Regions from separate parts of the Zea mays genome. Here region 1 is linked to region 2. Evidence: chromatin contacts called from public Hi-C data. All regions are on one chromosome and are shown on one strand. Each heading gives the region's core, a stretch centred on a gene start, on an enhancer-like site or on the middle of the called end of the contact. The rest is flanking DNA. Distances are from core to core; before and after follow the strand shown.

The links. A called contact is a pair of places that touch in the nucleus more often than the background predicts.
Region 1: a contact with region 2 is called in a Hi-C map of leaf, with 4 times the contacts expected there. The contact joins the promoter of LOC103643291 here to the promoter of LOC100384238 in region 2.

Annotation. Positions count from the first base shown.
Region 1 is chr1:219,786,361-219,789,725 of Zm-B73-REFERENCE-NAM-5.0, reverse strand. LOC103643291 (14-3-3-like protein GF14-C) reads left to right here and starts at 1,809. Exons shown (of 6, transcript NM_001112207.2): 1 at 1,809-1,988; 2 at 3,038-3,365. The coding sequence starts at 3,059.
Region 2 is chr1:219,609,343-219,612,884 of Zm-B73-REFERENCE-NAM-5.0, reverse strand. LOC100384238 reads left to right here and starts at 1,325. Exons shown (of 4, transcript XM_008647831.4): 1 at 1,325-3,173; 2 at 3,258-3,448; 3 at 3,533-3,542. The coding sequence starts at 1,642.

The DNA of each region.
Region 1 (3,365 bases), core at 560-3,059, 180 kb before region 2:
CGAGGTGGGCGGGCAAGCGGTGACGGCGCTCCCGAAGCGGGCGGGCGGCGGCGGCGCACCCTAGGCCCGGTGGCAACGCCGGTTGCGCGAGGCGCGGTAGGCGTCGGCAGTGGCGACGGTGGCCACAAGGGACGTGGGTCGCTCCCGCGGTCGCACGAGGCGCGATCGTCTCTGGCGATGGCGACCACGCAAGGCGTGGGTGGCTCTGGCGTCCTTCGACGACCAACTCTTCCAATCCGGTGGCTTTGGCGACGACCTTTGATCTATCGGCCTCAGGATCGTCCTCCGGCGACGAACTATCCGATCCATGTTTATGCCATCGATGATTATGTTTTATGCCTGCTGCTTACACTATTTATGCATTCCAGTGTTTTTTACGACGATGAATACGATTTTATGTTGCCATAAAATTGTCCCTAATTCCCGTGGTGTTGTTAGTTGAACTGATATTAGTTTTTTATCAATTATGCTACACGGTGTATGTATTTATGTGACTTTGTATATGAATTTATGCTCTGCATGAACCATGTCATCCTATTTTTTTTTGCATGCGTGCAGTTGAAACGAAAATATCATCCAAAATTTTCGCGCATGCAATGGAATCTCCAACGACCTGCCATAATTTTTGGATCCACATAAAAATAGAAACCGCATGGATGCGACTCCCAAACTTTTCGAAACTACCATAAAAATAGGATCGTGAATATAACCCACCAGAGATATCAACCTCTCACATTGGCTCGGTATTTACGCTTATAACTGAGTGGTTTTATGCTCAAAACTTAAGATTTTTACGCTCGAACCTGGAGATGCGTCCATCAGTGAACCACATGCCAGTTTTATAACGAGTGGGGGCAACAATCCTATTTAAAACGAGAAGGAATTATTCAATCATAGGCACTCATCTCTAAGAGTTTCAGTAGAGCATCCATTTTGGTTCATTGAAGAGAAGATTTAAAATTCTTGATGATGCTACACAATTCTCTAAAATTGTGGTTGGATATTGTATTATTCACAACTGGGTGATACAGGATGGAGGAGATGAATTTATCATTCCTGGGAGTGAGGAATTGCCTACCATTAATCATCAACACATCTTCGCATAGATAAACAATGTAACATGCCATTATGATTAACTTCAAGCAGGAACTAGTCAATGCTATGTGGGAAGACTATAATGCAAACACTATTTGATTTTTATGTATTTTCTATTGCTATGTGACAAGGTGTATAGACATGTAGCTTTTATTTGTATGGACATGTATCTTGCTGAAATTTGGACATATATCTTTTATTCGTATGGATATGAACTACACTGAATAATAATATGGACATGAACTACACTGAATAATAATATGGCGGAGATACCCGCGGGGACCCATTAAACTTATATATGATGATGTTTTCATTTAATATATAATGATAAAAATAAATAATTACAATATTAAAAGATAACTTGTTGTATAACTATGTTTATTTTGATGTACATATAATGATTTCTAACATCTGACAATGTGTATATATGAATGTTTTGTATTAATAACAAAAAAAATATGTCATAATTATAATTTAAATAAGGACGGGGATTCAGATGGGGATTTATCCTCCGCGAGAAATAGTGATGGGAAAGAAATATCTTTCACAAAAGTTCGTGAGGATCCTTGTGTAGAATTTTTTTTGTCAGGAGGACAAGTATGGCCGTATGGGAAGCCAAAATCCAACGGAAATTCCCAGTTGCCATCGGATCATCTCTCTACTACGACAAATGGGTCCCACTAGTGTGCCGCACCCGCAGGCCACCACGGCCTGCGCGAGGGGTGTCGGTGTGGGCTCTTGGAGTCGCCGTGGCGCCGTGACATTGGCTCGCTGACCGTAGCCTGCCGCTCGCATCCCGCTATAAAAGCTCCCCACGCTGCTTCGCCATGCCCCAGGCCCACCGCTAGCATCCGCAGTTCCCCCGCGCCCGAGACGCAACCCCGCGCCAGGAGGTTAGGGTTCCCGATGTTTCTATTTTTTTCTGAGAAATTAATGTTGCGTGCTTTCAAGATTGCTGTCCTTCCTGATCTAGTTGCGTGTTTGTTCTACGGGAGATGCGGAGTGCTGCGACGCCTTATTTATTTATTTTCGGTTGGTGTTCTGCGATGTGGCGAGATCCGCTTTGTGCTCGGTGCCTTTGTTCGAGCTAGATCCGCCAGATCCGAGGCTTCGAGCGAACGTGACGCCTAGATCCGCCTGATTTGGGAATAATTTGGTGCGAGGACCGGCTGTTGATGAGCTTTTGGGTTTACGTTCCCCTTTTGGGGTTAGGAACCGTATCTGTTACGGGCTTGGAGCGGGGACACGGATGGTTGAATGTGGAATTTGTTGAGTGAAGTAGTGTCTGCATGAGGTGGATATTTGATTTGTATGTACAAGTGCCTTCACGGCTAGTATATTAAAGGTAGTTCTCTCTGTTGCTGCTAGGTGCTGGATGTGATTTCTGGATTTATGTAGTTCGGTGCGTCGGATTTTGGTCCATTTTTTACCTGTTGATCTGGTGTTTTGAATGATGATGGCATTATATAAATTTGTCAAGATCTGGCTGGTCCTTTCCAGTGATCCGTTAGGCTGTAGTTTGAATCAGTTATTTCTGTCTGATTGCTTAATTTGATGGATTTGGGGATCATAAGGGAATGAGCAAATTGCTTAATTAGATGGATTTGGGAATCATAAGGGAATGAACAGATCATATTATCTGCTTTGTGTGGGTTCTGTTATTGCAATTTTTGAACCTGGACGTGGGTACTCTGGTACTAAGCTACTGTTGGATTAGATGGTGCTTCTTGGTGTTGCTGTATTACAGTTTCAATTGGGTTTGTATGAAATATTTCTCGGAAATTATATCAATAAGCTTGTTCCTATAAAAAAATATGGAGCAGCTTAATGGATTAAGTCAGAGTTTAGTGGCCAGCCATGTACCTTTCCCATATAATAATTTTAGTTGACATTTTTTTGTACTGTTTGTAGGCAATGCCTTATCAGTTCCCTTTTGTTGCAGTAAGTTTGTTCTTTTATCGATATGGCGAGGGAGGAGAATGTCTACATGGCCAAGCTGGCTGAGCAGGCCGAAAGGTATGAAGAGATGGTTGAGTATATGGAGAAGGTGGCTAAGACTGTAGATGTGGAAGAGCTCACTGTTGAGGAGCGTAACCTCTTGTCGGTCGCATACAAGAATGTGATTGGGGCTCGCCGTGCTTCATGGCGCATTGTCTCTTCTATTGAACAGAAGGAGGAGTCCCGTAAGAACGAAGAGCATGTGAACCTTATCAAGGAATACCGTGCGAAGATCGAGGCTGAACTGAGCAATATCTGTGATGGCATCCTGA
Region 2 (3,542 bases), core at 76-2,575:
GATATGGTCACGATGGATCCGAACTCGACCGGGAATCGAACCACCATGACAACGCTCGTTGTGTGCACGACGCCTCGTAAGGTGCAGGTATGTCGCAACCTCCAACTCTTCTTTTTCCTCTTCCATTTCTTGCGCCATCCTTGAGGAGAACATTGGATTGTAAGTACGGGTTCATGTTGTGGTGATTTAGTACTGGAGTGGGGAGTGAAGTCTTGAAGCATGGGTGCTTACTTATACAACGAATTGGCTTCGGGGTGAAGCCAAAGTGGCGGCGTCCTGAAGAAGCCAGTCCATGGCTTGTGCAAGAAGTGTGGTGTCTTATGGTGCAAGCTAGTTTATCTGCAAAAGGAAGCTAGTTTATCTACCAAAGAATAGTTCGCTATGCTAGAAACCCGATTTCGTTTAACCGTCAGCAAATACAGATACGAACAGATAAATCGGATTGCATTTTACAGTTACCAAAATCTGATCCCCCTCCCCCCGAATTCAATATGTTTATTTTGTGACGTATAGATTCAGAAAACTTTTTTTTAAAATAATAAACACTATTTCGTTGGTGACATATTTTAATTACGTTGAAATCAAAATAAAACAAAAAAAACAATAAAGAAATGGAGAAAAAAATCTGTTAACACTGTAGTTATAGATTACCAAATTTAGGGAGACATTGTTGAAGACTGAGAAGATATAGATGGCGGGATCTTTTAGAGTGCTATGTAAAGGACAAAGAATAATCCTTTAGGTGACAAAATTTAGAGGATATTGCTGAAAACAGTCTAAGTAAAATTATATTTATACAGAAGAGACCCGATATCTAAGTGAGTATTTGAATGCACGAACTAATAGTTAGCTGCTAAAATTAGTCTAGACATCCAAACAATCTAGCTAACATTTCAGTTATTAACTACTATTAGCAAATTATGTAATAGTTAGCTAGACATTTATAACTATTATCCCTGATGCATTCCAACACCCTCAAGTGTGTCCCAAAGTGTAGGGCTCCGGCCCTTACGGTGAGCCCTTTGCCGCAAGTTGGGCGGTTCTTGATCTATTCCTTTTGTCATACTAGCGCACTGCGATCAAAGAGTCCACTCAGTCTCAACTAACCAACCACGAGGACGAAACCAGACACAGAACCCAGGCGATAATGACACATGGTCTCACAAATACGAGTCAAATGCCTGCAGCAGCCAGGCCGGAGTCTTGTGAACCTGCACTGCACATGCTTGGTGCCCAGCCTTCCAAGGCATGCACTCCAGACCAGTCCAGTCCAGGGCTGCCAACCATACACAACAACAGACTGGATATCCATACATCACCAAATTGCTTCACAAGATTACCATCATATATATCAGTTATTACCAGGACACAAAATAGCCGATAACGGATTTGGAACCGATGATGAACAATGACACACGGTTATAGCAGCTAGCAAGAGAAGAGAACCATTTGCCGCACTGTACATAGCCTGGCGAGGTGGTTGTACGTACGTACTCTTGGCAGGTGAGGTTCCTTGGAGTGGTGTTAAAGCCTGCACAGGTGGATGGGCAGCAAATGGAGCTCCTCGTCCTCGTGCGACAGACAAAGGAGGAGAGCTTCTCCCTCTCTCTCTCTCTTTCTCTCTAGCTGCCCGACTCATGAATGATCGATCAGCAGCGAAAAATGGGCCTGGCGGTGAAGCGCGTCTTCCTCCTCGTGCTCCTCCTGCTCAGCTTCGAGGTCCTGGAGGGGGCTCTCCTCCGCCTCGTGACCCACGAGGTCAGTGCCGTGGCAGTGACCCGTGATGCCGGTCCTGGGTTCGTCTCCAGGTTCAGGATGCTGCTGGCAGGACTGGACCGTCATGGGTCGCGACACCCACACCGGAGACATCGAAAGGGTTCTGCACCTGCAGCTCCAGCACCTGCACCGGCACCGGCACCGGCACCGGCACCGGCACCGGCACCGGCTCCAGCACCGGTTCAGGTTCAGGAAGGAAGAGCTGCTCCGACTCCGACTCCCGCTCCTCCTCCTCCTCCTCCCCACGAGAGCCATAGACTAAGAAACCCCAGCCACATTGCCCCAGTGAGGAGCGTGGCGCGCAGGCTGGGAGGTGGAGGTCACGCCAGGCTCCCCACAGCTGCCGTCGTCGCCCTGGCTGTTGCCGGAGCGTGTCTGCTTCTCCTCGGAGTTGCAATGGCGGCAGCAGCAGCAGCAGCGTCACTCAGGCGATCGAGGAAGCTCCACAAAAAGCCCTTCAAGCTGTTCTCTCATGGATCGAGAGCTCACAGGCCAACTTGTGTCACCGTCAAGGTTAGCTCGCATCCTAGTGCAGATCTGCTTTGCCCGGCCTCTGCTGTACAGTCCCAGGACTACCCATCCCTCAAGGAATCTACAGAGTCTAAGACCTTACCTGTTCTTCCCACTCCATCAATAAGTGCAGAGCTGATCATAGGCGAATACGCTCTGAAAACCAGCACCAACTTGCAGTCTGATGAAGCTGCTGATGACTCCTTCCGCTCGTTGCCCTCTTCTCATTCATCAGGTGCCTCCATTACGGAGTCGCCACTGCAAATCTGTGATAAACCTATCACAGATCCGTCTCCGCCCGATTCACCTTCTAGCTCATCGTACCGATCACTGTCACCAGACTGTAGATCTCCTTTCTGCCCAAAGACCACTTTCACAGCTCCTAGTGCCATTTGCCATCTTCCAGAAAACCAAAACGAGGAGAAAACTGCAACGGCTACTGACAACTCAGGACATCCTGAAGCTCTAAAGGTCGAGCAGGCCAATGCAAAGATCAGGTATCTACCGTCAGGATGTAATTCCAATTCCTGTGCTTCAGAGGCCACACCCTCCGAAACAAATCCAGCGTCCAGGGTTTCAAATACAGACGTCAATTTAGATCCAAAGGAATCGATGCGGAACGAAGCAAAGTCCAAAGCGCCCGGAGCAACAAGTACGCCCAAAACACCACCACCCCCTCCACCGCCAACCAAGCCTACTTCAAGTCTTAATAAAGGCCAGAGCTCTGGCCAGCCTCCGTTGCCACCTCCACTGCCGGTTCAGTTACAAGTCGGCACAGATGGGTTACCCCTTCCAAGGCTGAAACCTCTGCACTGGGACAAAGTAAGGGCAGCTCCAAACCGCTCAATGGTGTGGAATGACATTAAGTCCAATTCCTTTGCGTTTGAGTAAGCTACAAAAAATGATTCCCATCTAGATTGTCATTTCATCTCCTATTATTATTACATCTTACAACAGCATACGTTATGCAGATTTGATGAACAGATGATCGAGTCATTGTTTGCATACAACTTTCAAGGGCAAACAAAAAACGAGGACCCCAAGAGCAAGATTCTAGCTACCAGCAAACATGTCATCGAGCACCACAAGCTTCAAAATACTACCATACTCTTGAAGACCTTAAACGCTAGCACTGAACAAGTCTGCAGCTCTATAACGGAAGGTATATTTTTTGCTGCATTTGGATTTAAACTTGCCAGGTAAACGATGGCCAGATGAACCTACTGTCCTGTCTTGACAATCACAGGTGCTGGACT